2 separate regions of the Columba livia genome follow, and region 2 is linked to region 1. A link is a contact called in public Hi-C data. All regions are on one chromosome and are shown on one strand. Each heading gives the region's core, a stretch centred on a gene start, on an enhancer-like site or on the middle of the called end of the contact. The rest is flanking DNA. Distances are from core to core; before and after follow the strand shown.

Region 1 (6,612 bases), core at 1,973-4,472:
GGCTGCAGCGGCCCCCACCACCTCGTTCCTTTCCCCACCATGTGTAGAAACTATTTCAAGAAATGATGCAAATTCCTTTTCTTATTTTGATACTCCTAACCTTGTGCTTTAATCCGGCCCTTTGTGGGTAAGGAATAAGTCTACTTTTGCATTTTAATACTGACTACACAAACCAGTCCACGCTCAGCTTCAAAAATCTTTACACAATGTGCCCTAAATATCCAGCCAAAAAAGAATGACAAAATTACACATTACTTCTGTCATTATTCGCTCTCTTACCATATGTCTAAGGTAAGCAGAACGCTATCTACATAATGGATTCAGCCCTGATAAGTCTGGCCTGCCGAGGCTGGTGAACCTGAGCTAACACTCCATCACTTATTTACTGCATCTCTAAAGCATTTCAGATTCTAAGCTGAATATATATTTCACACAGTACCAAAACTTTTAAATATCCACAGGAAGATTTCATTTTTATAGGCAATAAACATTAAATCTAAAGGACTGGAACATAAAAAGTGTTTTAATACCATATAAATCACCTTTCCCTAGACAGAATAAATCTCTGAAGGTTTTAAGGACTGCAATATAAATTTTTATGGCAAATTATCTACATAGAAATTACTTGCATGAGATGCACTTTCACTTCTCTTTCTCATTTGCATAGCGCTGACAATCTTTTCAATCACAACGTTCAAACCAATTTGGAAAGTCCAGGGCACAATGCACGGAAGCGCTGGCTGAACGCGGGTGGTTCCTCCTCCTCCTCACCACGGTTCCCCTGACTGCTGCTCCCCGGCAAACACAGACCCTCGCTTTGCAGGGATAACAACGCTAACACATAAAAATTAAGGCTCAGATGAATAGCTACATCTCCTTAAAAAGAATTTGTTGGCTTTTCTAACACAGAAGCGCTGCTACTAGCCCTCACAACTAAGAGGAGATCACTTCATGCTGTGAGTCTCCCAAAGCAAAGAGCAACAACGGGCTTAGCTGGAAGGGTTTGAATTGAGGAGCGACAGCCAAAACTGTTCTCTGGGATGCTCCCACGTCCACAACGCCAGGATCTTTCCTTTGGATCCCTCCATCATAACGAGATGACACCCTCAGGTTTCTAAAAGGCTCTGACTTCCAACTAAACAGTTAATAACCACAGAAGGTGAGAGGCCGATTGTCATCCATGGTGACACAAGAAGCGATCGCTCCTGAAAGCTTCTGTCTCAGCCTGTTGGCATAAATACTTCCTCGTAACTACAGCAGAAACACGCACGAGATGCGTAATTCCCGAGGCTCCAAAGGACGGGCACCGGCGAGGTGTGGTATACCACTGTTACCAAAAATACTTTGGTTTATTCACCATTTCATTACAAGGAAGGTGTGCTGACAGGGTTTCCCATAGAAAAGGGCAGAATTAGTTCTTGGAAAAGCTCCTGCTGCCTCGGAGTCAGGTCTGAAATGTGCTCAGCACTTCACCGAATCCTCCCCTTGAGGGACATCAGAGTAAATACAAAGTTAAAGCACCCAAAGAACTGCAAAGTCCCAAGGAGAAAACAAAAAAAGAGTAGGAAGTTTGCAAAAAGAGCTAAGAATAGCACATTATTTCCAATGTATATTTCCCTTAGAAAATATTTTCAGGACTTCTGTGCTACCAATCAAGTTAAGATAACACAGCAGAGGAAGAAACACAAGCCGGTTCCCAGGCGGTTTCCTACGCTTCAAAGGTATTTACTTAATAAGTACCATGTATGGATAAAATGAGATCATCAACCTAGTCATAAGATGGTTCTCCAGATTTTTAATGAAATCATGCACGGTATGATTTAAAGAGTGATCATTTGTGCACGCTGACTACAGGAAGCACACGCTCCCCTGCCAGAACGCCCCGAGATGTTAGAGGGTTGAAGATTATGACTATTGGAGCAGGGGAGGGAAAACTCCATTGAAATACATGAATCGCAGTGACTTGCAAAAGAATTACAGGGTCATTTCTAAGAGTTTTGGCCAATGCGATGAGGCATTTGCTTCCTATCTGATGAAGGACTGAAGTGACATAAAGCTTTCTTCTATAGGATTTCACAAGCTTTTATTACTTTCCTGAATTATCTTTGAATCTAGAGGATGGGATATTATTTTCTTTTGAAATGCCAGGTTGCTGCTAGTCTTCCCACTTGTACGATCCACAAAACCTATTAACATTTTCAGTAATTAACGCTAATACTTGAGAAAAAAAAAGCCATTGTGTTAAGAAATGCTTTAACAAGATCAAGAAAGAAAACAAGTGCTTCTCAGACTGTATATAATTTATTTTGCTACGTTTGGTTTTGGTTTTTTTTCCAGAGAAAACCAAGTAGGGACTACGTATCACTGTGTTCCAGCACCTTCATCCTCCTCTTTTCCCTCTTTCCCCACAAGCAATACTGTGCAAATTTTACAAAAGCATTTATTTCCTTCACCACAGAAAACTAAACCCTTTCACAGACCATCTCCCCTCTGCACTTTCCTGTTGGGGAGAAGGAAAAAAAGGGGGAAAAAGCTTTTTGTACTCTTCTCTGCCTGCAGTCTTAAGCAGCTTGGTAGGCAGAAGCTGTCTTGGATTTTTCCTTTCAATACTTTGAATCTAAGTTTATTTTTAATAAGTTGGGCCCCTGCAAAGTATGAATTTCAAATGCTCCAGGATTACATATATTGCTGCCTGGGCAGCTTTGCTGGCTCTCCATACGGTGTGAGAGCACGCGGATGAGTTCAATGCACAGGAGCAATAATCAAGACCTCCCTTTAAATGAACTTAATCCTGGAACCAAGGCGTACCGGACTGGAAAGTCTGAGTCAAGTTGTGGCTGTTTTCCCAAACAGATCATGAAAGAACATTCAGCCCTAAACCCAGCGCAGCCCAACTGTGCATTTTATAGGATACTTATCTGTGAATCAGCAGATCACAGACTTGAAGGCCAGACATTCTTCCCACTCCAGCCTTTAGTCATTTGATCAGGAGAGCCAAGAAAGAACTCTCTGAAGAAGCTTTCAGTGGTACTTTTCAGGAAAAAAGCAAGTTTGTTTTTTTAAAAAAATCAAGGGGGAAACAGCAACCCTGAAGGTAGCAAACAGAGATTCCAAAAGGAAGAAGCAGGGACCTGAAATGCCAAGTCAAGCCACACTTACTGCTTTGGGGTGGGGTGGAGAGCACCTTCAAAATAACTACCTTCTAAGCGGCTTGAGCTTGCAGTCAACCCCCCCGGCCTAATGCACCCAACCAAAGGTCAGTAAATTCCCTGGAAAATGAATCATTTTAAAGATGAAATGGAAGCTGAAGAAAGGTTTTGAACATGGGTCAAAGAGGCCCTTCAACACACAGTCAGGAACAACCACTGAGCACAAACTGCACTCGACAGTCGCTACTCCATCCACCAGCCCCTCTCCTCACCTAAACCCACAGAATCACAGAATATTAGGGATTGGAAGGGACTTCAAGAGATCATCCTGTCCAATCCCCCTGCCGGAGCAGGAACACTGAGATAAGGCTACACAGGAATGTGTCCAAGTGGGTCTTGAACCCGCGAACCCGCCTAGGAAAACCATCTACTTCAGGGAAAAGAAATAAAATCCACAGACCATTGTACACCCTGCTGTAATTTAGTGACAGAAGGAGGCACAGAGCGCTCAGCACTTGGGGAAATAAATGGTTACTGTTTAGTAAATTATGGTTTTGCTATTATAAGTTATAGTCATTTGAACTTAAATATTACTAAAAAATAATGCAAACCCACGTCTGCCCACAGGCACCAAGCAGTAGTTGGGAGTTGGCGCCCGAGTTTCCCTGAGGACAGGCTGCACTGTGTGTGCCAAGAGCTGGGGACAGACGGCTGGGATTAGAGGGACCTGGGCTTGGACTTGGTTTGCTCCACACAGTTTTGTGCAAAGTCTACATTTACATGTCCCAGAAAGTACCACTACTGGAGGGTGGGCCCCAAATTGGTAATATGGCCACAGAAGGATATGACAGAACTTTAATGTTGGTACCTTCTGCAACTACTTGCCCTAAAATGATGTGGTTCTTTGTGGAAAACTGTAATCCAAAGCCTAAACCGCAAGGCCTTTCTGGATGGCACTAACAAGACCATAGCATCTGCTGTCAAGTTTAACGAGTTCCACCAAAGCTACACACAAACCTCAGATAAATCTGTAAAACAAAATCTTTTCCTTCTGGGTATAAGCCAGTTCTAGAGTTAATTGACTTCTTCAGACTTTGCCCCTAAGCGATGTCTCAGTTACAAAGCAGAAGAAATGGAGACACATGGCATATATATGAATGTGTTGTCAGGGGACTGCTGCTCAGGACTTTGAATACATTGCCCCACCAAAAAGATGACATTCTTACTTCAAACCCCACCCCAAAACAAAGGTTTGCAGTGACATCAAGATCCAGACAGTATACCCAGTTACTTCTGGGCAACTTGTCTGGCTTCAGTAGGTTTGCTCAACTGTATGATTAATCTACATTTTCCCCCTTCAAATGTACATAGCAACTTTTCCTCAAGCAGATATTCTCCTGCGTGCATCAGCTAGATGGTCACGTCTTCTGGTTCTGAAGAACAACCCAAATGCCCCATCACCTACACAGCAGGAACCTCCCACACTTCACAAAACATCAAAGACCCAGCAAAAATATCCTGCAATCTTCCCAGCACGGGTGTGTATTTTCACTATAACATCAAGATGAAAAGTTCTCAGTAAGATTCAGGGCACACTGTTAAGTAGTTTTTAGATACGTATTATCATCTACAGACAACCATGTTTGTGTGAGAGTAACAACATACTCAGCCCTCAGAAACCTCCTACTGCTGGGCTGCGACTGCTTAGACAGGGCTCTTAGGATGAAAATGCTAGGCCAGGCTCAACTCAACCCTAGATGGCACTGCTTATCACTCATTGGCATGTTCCTCGCTCAGCTACGGGAACCATGCCAACAAACACTCTCATCACACCACAGACTATACATTCGAAGGTATACGGTGAAACCGTCCTGGGCGGCAGGGCAGGAGCCCCTATTTCAGGAACAATATCTCATTTACTGCTCCAACACCTTCTACGTGAGTAATGGTGGGACTGAGGGACAACCAGTCCTCAGCCCAGCACCTCTGAGGAGAGATCTGCTCCTGGAGAGCGGGCTGATAACCACATTTAGACACGAATGTCAATGGGAATGCTTTGCTCTGCAAAGCCAAGGAACAAACTCCCAAACTATTTTCCTTAAATAATTCACTGAAAAAGAATAACACCACAAAACCAAACAAACACAACCACACACAAACCAACTCTGTTCTGTACAGCAGAAGGTGCTGGATCAGATTTTTAAATGTTTTTACTCAAATACAAGCTAAATCACTGACAAAGAATTAAACAAGATTTTCAGAATACCCCATAACTGGCTGGTGCTTTTCAGGTAACAGTCATAGTCTCCATGTAAAGTCATTCCATCAGTTTCCCAGGGATGGAGGTGAGGCTGACCTGTCTATAGTTACCCGGGTGCTCCTTCTTGCCCTTTTTAAAGACTGGAGTGACATTTGCTTTCCTCCAGTCCTCAGGCACCTCTCCTGTTCCTCAAGACTTGGCAAAGATGATGGAGAGCGGTCCAGCAATGACCTCAGCCAGCTCCCTCAGCACCCACGGGTGCATCCCATCCGGACCCATGGATTTATGGATGTCCAGATCGCCTAACTGCTCCCTATTGCTACCTCAGAACTATCCCAGCCCCAGCCGGGAGCGCGGTGCCCTGCACCCCAATTTTAACCCGTCCCCCTGTATTTCTGAGGGTCGATCAGCAGCGCAAAGAGCAGCATCTCACGGCACCTTAGGAGAAGAGAGGGAATTTGTTGTTCCTCCATCACATGCAAAAATTAAGAAAAGGAACTTCTCGCTATGCTTTTTATAACCTGGGATGTTGTTGAACTGTCACAGGTTATTATCATTTCAGATAGACTTGATAATAGTTTAGACATAAAAACACTGGTACTTTTTTTTTGTTTTCGGGAGATTTGAAATGACAAACCAACCCACTGTCAGCTCCCGGTCTCACCTATCTACTCTCATTTATTTACTTCTTTCTCCTGTCAGTGAGCCAAAAACTGGGGAACGTAGCAGTGAGGGCGCCCCAGATGACAGGAGGGACTGGATCCTGCTGGAAAGCAAGTCAGGAACCTCCACGTGTTCTCGGCCCATCCTGCCCTCCAGGGAACCCATTAGCAAGAGGGTTTCTTTTTTTGTTGCCAGCAAAAGAAACTGGTAAGGAAAATGTGTTCATTGCTACTGTTTCTATAACCCGGTTTATTGCACCGAGATGTTCACAAGGACTCTGGTTTAGCTGCCAAATTCGAGAGAGAATTCAGAGTTTCATTTTGCACAAAGTAATCAGTACTTCGAAAGACATCACATCTCCAGACGTGCTAAAGGTGGGCATCAAATAGTTAAAACCATAACCAAATCTGGTGGGGAAATATAATCAAGGTTGATAACTGACACGATGCTTAAGAATTATGGTAAAGTTTTAAGAAGCTGATCTCAGTCTTCTCCATAAGAACATAAAGTAGATCAAGTTAAAGTCCTTCCAGAGTACAA
Region 2 (6,788 bases), core at 1,098-3,597, 35 kb after region 1:
TTTAATCAATAAGCATTTCTGAAGGCTTTATTTTTATAGGAAATATTTAGACTTCTTCACTGTCAAATGTAACACCACATGAGTGGAGTTAGGAGAGTTTATTTTCCTACACTAAGCAAGTACAACCACACATACACAGAGGCAAAAGCAAAACTCCACAATTAAAGATGACAGACCTTGTTTAACTACATCTTAATTTAATCCATTTTATTTTATACAATTCTACATCTGGATCTCATTTTCTGTATTCCTGTAGGTATTCTGGGTCACTATTAAGAACCCTTTCAAGTTACCAAAGTTCAGCCAAGTCTACCTTAATCCAAAGCCTTCAAAAGGAACAATAAAAATCGGGGGGGGGTGGGGGGGGGAGCGAAGAAAGAAAAGCCTAAACCAAAACGCTACTTCACCCCACCTCCTAATGCACCTGAAAGTCAGAAGGGACCGGCCTCCTACTACAGACCCTACGCAGCACTTCCCGTGTCGGGGGTTGCTGGGGTGTTCTTTTCGGCATCGCTCCCGCCAGCTCAGCCCCTCCAAGCCCCGCCGAGGGGAGGGCGGCGGGTCCCGCCGGCTCCGGGTCCCGCTCCCCCCGGCCCCCCTCACCTCCGGCGGGGCTGCGGCTCTGCCCAGCATCAACGCACCATGTTCCGGCTGCCGCGGGGCTCCGGCACCGCAGAGCCCTCCTCGGAGGGGACCAGGGTGGGCAGCCGGCGGCTTTGGAGCCAATTTATTTAAACGGGAGGCAGCGGAGGGTTCGGAGAGGCAGGGCAGCGCTTTCCTGCACCAATCAACTGGGAGAAACACGCATGTTGCAATCCCATTCAGCGGCGGGAGCAGCACCAGTTCAGCGTTTGACAACCTCTCCTCTCCCCCACCCCCCCCACCTCAACCCGCCCTGGCCTTATCTATACCCCAGCAATTACATTAAACAGTGGATCTGCAATTTCCTCAGGGCACGCACCCAAAGGGTGAAGGGAAGCTGGTTTGCGAGGACTTTCCCTCGCAGGAAACAAGACTTGTAGGCTGTTATGAGCCAGCACAGTAAAGCATCAATATTCCCCTCATCTGTCAGATCCTGGACAGCAGGAGAGGCTGGAGAGCCGGTGAATTATGTAAGCGTGCCCTCCCGCCGCCGGGCGGGACTCCCCCGCGCCCCGCCGGCCCCGCACCGGCCCCCGCGGCAGCCACCCCGGCCGGCGCTGCCCCCGCACCCCCCGCACACACACACGTTCCCCCCGGGCCGGGCGAGGCCGGGCGCTCGGCCCCTTCCCGCCCCGCGGGACCCCGCCGCCGCTCCATCCCTCGCCGACAGCGGCTCCCCCTCCGCCCCCCGGCGCGGTGCCAGCGCGGCCGCGGCGCTCGCAGGGCGGCGGGAGCGCGTCGGGCCGGAGCCCCCTGCCCGGCGGCGGCGGAGAGGCGGGGGGCCGGCACCCCGCGGCGAGGCGAGGCGGCGGCGGCCGGGCAGCGGCGGGGAAGCGTCCGCCTGGCCGGCACCACAGCGCCCCCAGCCCCCGCCGCTCCGCGCCTGCACGCCGAGCCCGGCCGGCTCCCTGCGCCCCCACACAAAGTCCCAGCACTCGGTAAACTTTCCCCGGCTCCCGGGGAGAAAAAGCGGCGGGGAAGCGGCGGCAGGAAAGGGGAAGGCAACGGGGGAGGGAGCCGGGCGGGCGGCGGAGAGGAGCGGCCGCCGGGCAGCCCCGCCGCCGCCCTGGCCGCCCCGCACGGCCCCGGCCGGCGGGGGGGAACGGGAAGCGGGGAAGAGAGCAGCCCGGGACGGAGCGGGCGAAGCGGCGACGGCCCCGGCAGCGCCGGCTCCGGCGCCATCTTGGGCTGATCGATGAATTGAACAAAGAGGATCAATTTCCGATGGGGCCGGTGATCAATGGCGGGGGGGGGCGGGCGGAGGGAGCGGAGCGCCGCGGCCGGGCGGAGCGGGGGGTTCCCTTTAGGCGGCGCGGGCCGGCAGCGGGAGGAGGAGGGGGAGGCCGGGCCCGAGGGAAGGCGGAGAAGGGAAGGAGCGGGGGGGGGGGTCCGGCGGCGCGGCCCGGCCGGTGCGGCGAGCGGGAGAGCCTGACCTGCAGCTGCTGTAAATCAAAGCGCTTCCAATATTGAAACATCGATCCCACATTGGCCGCCATCTTGAGACATATTGAGACAGAGTGAGCGGCTGATAGAGAGAGAGGGGCTGGAGTTCAGGAGCCGGGAGGGAGGGGGAGGGAGGGAGGGAGGGAGCCGGGAGGGGGGAGGAGGGGCGGGGGGGCAAGGGGGAGGGAGGCGGGCAGGGAGCGCCCAAATCCCGGCCTGGAGCCCGCGCCCGCCCGGAACACGGACTCAGCCCGTGCGCTCGCGGGGGGGGCGGGGAGGGGGCGCTGCGCCCGCGCGCTCACAGGGCGGGCGCGCCCCGCACTACCCCCCAATATACACACACATACATACACAATCACCCCACATACACACACACAACCCGCCCACGTACACACACATACACCCCGGGGGCGACACGGCGGGCGCGGGGACATGGAGGGGGCAGCGGGGCGGTGGGGGGTACGGTGTTGCGGGAGGGGGGGCTCTGCGGGGCAGTGCGGGGTGCGGCGGGAGGGGGGGGGGAGGCTCTGCGGGGCAATGCGGGGTGCACCCCGCATTGCCCCGCAGAGCCTCCCCCCCCCCCCCTCCCGCCGCACCCCGCATTGCCCCCCCTCAGCTGCACCCCGCATTGCCCCCCCACGCTGCACCCCGCAGTGCCCCCCCCCCCGCACAGCCAGCGGGTGCGGGGGTTAATGGCAGAGAAAGCATCGTGCGCGGCAAATGGTTCCCCGACACGCAGGGGAGGTTGATGCCCTGTCGGGGAGCCTGCGGTCTAAAATTAGATAAGTGGAGAGAGTTTAGGGGAAACAACAATGAAAAAAAAACTCCATTCGAGGCAGCCTGATTCACTGTGTCCGGGGCGGTACGAATTCGGCTTTAAAAGAGATTTATTTAAATGTAGACGGGCACTTACTCATCGGGCTGGTGCCGCTGACCGCTGCCTTGGAGGGGACAACTCGGGTGAGGGCTGGAAAATCACATCCCAGCCCCGTGCAGGATATCCATAGAAACGGAGATTAAAAGGATGAAATAACTTATTTTGTTCTAAACAATAATGTTACTATAAATATGAACATTTTCCTTGCTCTCTTCCTGAAAAGCACAGAACCTTTTACCAGGCTCATCTCTTAACAAAACAAACCAGCGTACACAAACAGTCCGCAAATGTGTTCCCCCCGCAAGAAACCATTAGAAACCATTCCTCGTTTCCTTACTGGGAAATGGGCAAAACCACGGTCTGTACCTGTCCCCTTCTAAACCAATAAACTGCACAGTATTTTTCCAAATACAGCTACTTTCGCTGTTTTGCACTTCATCTGTAAAAGGAAAATATATCTTCCTCCGGGTAAGTGAGCGATTGTAGATTTTTTCTCAAATTGTATTTGATCATCGAGTGAATTTAGTGCTCACTCAAGTCAGTGGGCTGACTACTTGAAAATGGCTCTATCTTTTGAGGGGTTACAGCAGAGACAGCGGCAGAGCAATTGCTACAGATTATTTCCCAATCCGCTGCCGTCCTCGTTTGGAGGAGCACCATTATTTCAGCCTCCATTTCCACTTTTTGCTGAGGCTGCTGCTTACAAAGATACTAATTGCGATGGCGGGTTTTATGTTAATGGCTTCCACGTAATGATCAGCTCGACAACTATAGACCTTCAAATTGTTAGTTGGCTGTACTGGGAATACAACTAATGGCATTTGGTGATGAGAATGTCGGGCCTCCGTCTGGTGAACGAGGCCGAGGTTGGAACCCGAGCGCCGTGGCGCACGCGGCCGTCGTGGGGCTGCACCCAGAGGTGCCTTTTGAGGAGGAAACCCCTTTTCCTCCAGAAGTGCCCTGTTTCGAGGGCGGGCGGCTCCTTGCTGGGACGGCGGCTGCGTGTGCGCGGCTGGGGTGATGTCTGGGAGGTGTGGGGTGCCCGGCCGGGGTCCCCCCTGCTCCAGCGAGAGGGTGTCGGGTGCTGCTGAGCACCAGCCGGCTGCAGGGATGGAGCCTCCAAATTCTGACTAACAACGTAACCGGTTTGGTAGCTCTAAAATAGGATTTTAATCCTGGGAAGCATCATTTCACATTCCAGTGATCTAATCAAAATCCTTTCCTCTAATCTCTCCATGGTCCCCCCTTTCTAGATGAAAGAGGCTGGAGTTCCTGTCTTCACCCTTTCTCCGCTGCCTCCCTGCTCTACCAGTCTGTTCTGTGTCCAGGCAACTGCAAAGAGACATTTCAAAGACTCCTGCCGTGCCATGTAGATGTTTTCTCTTGTTAGTTTGGACTGCAGGTGTGTAAGCCCCAAGGATGAAGTACCACGGTGCTGTTTTAGGTTCCAGGCATACAGTCATAGTACAATAAATCACATAGTAATGCTCCACTTTGAACGCGCACGCAAAGAAAAAGGAAAAGAAAAAAGCATCTGACCTGAATCATTTTCTGGAAACACATCTGGTTAAAATCCAAAGTTTTAAATTGAGTAATATTTTAAAATACATTTGGTAGGTATTAAATTACAGTGTTATATCTGGTAATATTTATGATACTAATGTGTTAAGCAGAGGTTTATATCTGTCAAGAAATATGAATGATTGTCATATGGGGTAACAAATGTATCCTGATATAAATAATATTTTATGATATTTTTAACATTCTCGTAGTCTTTTTTTGCGGGAGTTACATCTTGTCACGTTATTGCCAATTTGAAATAAAAGCTCTGTGGCTAGATACCAAAGCTTTTAGCTAGATAATTTTGACTGAGAATAAACAGTACGGCTGATTTTAGGAAGTACTGAGAAACCTTAACTCTGCCGGAAGACAAATGCTGAGCACCTTTAATTCCTGTTGTCTTCCGTACAGGATCAAGTCCCTTATTTGCCGTTTGGCGTGGCAACCAGCCCAAGGAAATCTTGCTTGACAGCTCTGTTTTCTCAAAGTGCTGCATTTCTCCAGGCTGGATTCTGCAAAGATCCTGCAGGGTACAGAGCTCCTCGGAGCAAGCGATAATTTGCTTTGTGTTCCTGCTGGAACGTACCTATGTAAGATGGAAGAAAGACCTTGGAAAATTCGGTGCACGCTGGCAAGAAGACGGTTAGAACAAAGTTTCCTTGAATTATTATGTTTTGAGGAATCGGGCTTGTCTGTTTGTTTGAGGAAGGTTTTCTTAAGGTTAGATTTGATCTGTGTAAATGCTAACTTCTTTCAACATGCACTGGTAGAGTACTGAAAAAGTGACTATGGTGTATTTGAAGTTTAAATCTAAAATGATGGCAGTAACTAATAGGAGTTCAGTGATGCTTGCTACGTCCAAAACACTTGTAAGTAGGTTGTACAGTTTTCTTTTACATTTTCTCCCAGGTATAGTCATACAGGCACTATTTTAGGAATCAGGCAAATACTTGATTAAAATTTGTTTACTATTAATTTTACTAGGTCATAAAACGTCACTAATACAGATATTAAATAACATATTTGCACATTGGGCCATCAGTGGCAATTGATCTTGTTATGCCTCACATGTCATCATCCAGAATACTGAAGAAAATGGACCTTTATTCCAATGAGTCTCTTCTTCATTGATTCCTGTTTTTCTTCTACTTTTTCACATAAAGTGACTCCCAAATATTCTGTAAAAGTTCCTTTAGAGCCTCCCCTGACCGCTCCTTGTCCAGCCTGTCCCCTCCTCACTTTCAAGGCTCTCACCTTTGCATTTCTGCTGCCTGGCTCCACGTGCCTGTACCTGCTGGAACGGAGCGTCTCATTCCCAAATCCCGTCCCTCTCCACTGCCAAAGTGTCCTTGTGTTCACTCTCAAACTGGATTTGAGAGCAAAGTAAGCTGTGCTCCATCTACCCTGGTTATATCATGCCATTGCATAGCCAGACTCCATAGGGATGGCAAAGAATAGAGACTGCCAAACAGACTGATAATTTATGTTCCTGGGAGATTTATCCCAAATTAAGATCAAAACTCATATATGTCTTCCAAATCACAGATTACTTTTTTTTCCAATTATTGTCAGTGACTCCAGTTCTGCTTGATTTATATCTCTTGTAGTAGCCAGAGGTTTTGCAGCATATAAATTGCCAGAGGATTTGGCCAGTGATGTGGACACAATGATGTGTACAAGCTCAGGAAACCCCCCGAGCAGAAAATGGTTGGAAGCTGGGAGAATAAGGAGTATCCCATGTGCATGGGTGTCCACCCGTGGTCACTGGCAGAGACAGGAGGCTCGGCTGGATGGACCCTTGTTTCTGAACAACGTGGCGATTCCCACATTCTTTGATAATCTGTGAAAGTTTTAGCACAAGTCATGCAGACAGCGGCATATGTGACCTAAGCGTGCAATCCGTAACTACTGCACAGCCACAGATACGCGCTGGTAGGTGCAAGCAATTCTCATAGAGGGCAGGGAAAACAGCCACAATTAAAAGCAAAGTAAATTTGGGTGGTGTGGTTACTTGCTGTTTAGCTCTGAAGACATTTAGAAGTATCCAGCGTAACCCACAACAGATCTTCTTTGAGGATTTGTGGATTAAGCCATACCAACAAAAACATGTGATGACATTGTAGTGGTATTCTCTGCCATGTACAGCAGGAGTTATTGAAGACCCCAAAAGAACAAATGTATTACTGTGCCTAATGAATCGAGTCAGTCTTCCCAGATTGAATATGTTTGCAACATTTCTGTCAAATAGCTGCCTTTCTTACGGTAT

The links. A called contact is a pair of places that touch in the nucleus more often than the background predicts.
Region 2: a Hi-C map of crop shows a contact between it and region 1, with 1.6 times the contacts expected there. The contact joins the promoter of CUX1 here to the enhancer-like site in region 1. A contact is called at or near these places in 2 of 2 Hi-C or Micro-C datasets (crop and liver).

Annotation. Positions count from the first base shown.
Region 1 is chr20:6,611,964-6,618,575 of bColLiv1.pat.W.v2, forward strand. All of the region lies in intron 1 of CUX1 (cut like homeobox 1), which reads right to left. Among named protein-coding and RNA genes, the nearest start is that of CUX1, 35 kb to the right of the region's middle. Within about 2 kb of position 3,223, at least 1 of the 3 cell types and tissues checked has an H3K27ac peak away from gene starts, as active enhancers do.
Region 2 is chr20:6,647,810-6,654,597 of bColLiv1.pat.W.v2, forward strand. CUX1 (cut like homeobox 1) reads right to left here and starts at 2,348. Exons shown (of 23, transcript XM_065037091.1): 1 at 2,076-2,348. The coding sequence starts at 2,138. LOC110358510 (a long non-coding RNA gene) reads left to right here and starts at 1,452. Exons shown (of 5, transcript XR_010467351.1): 1 at 1,452-1,580; 2 at 4,216-4,364; 3 at 4,934-5,164.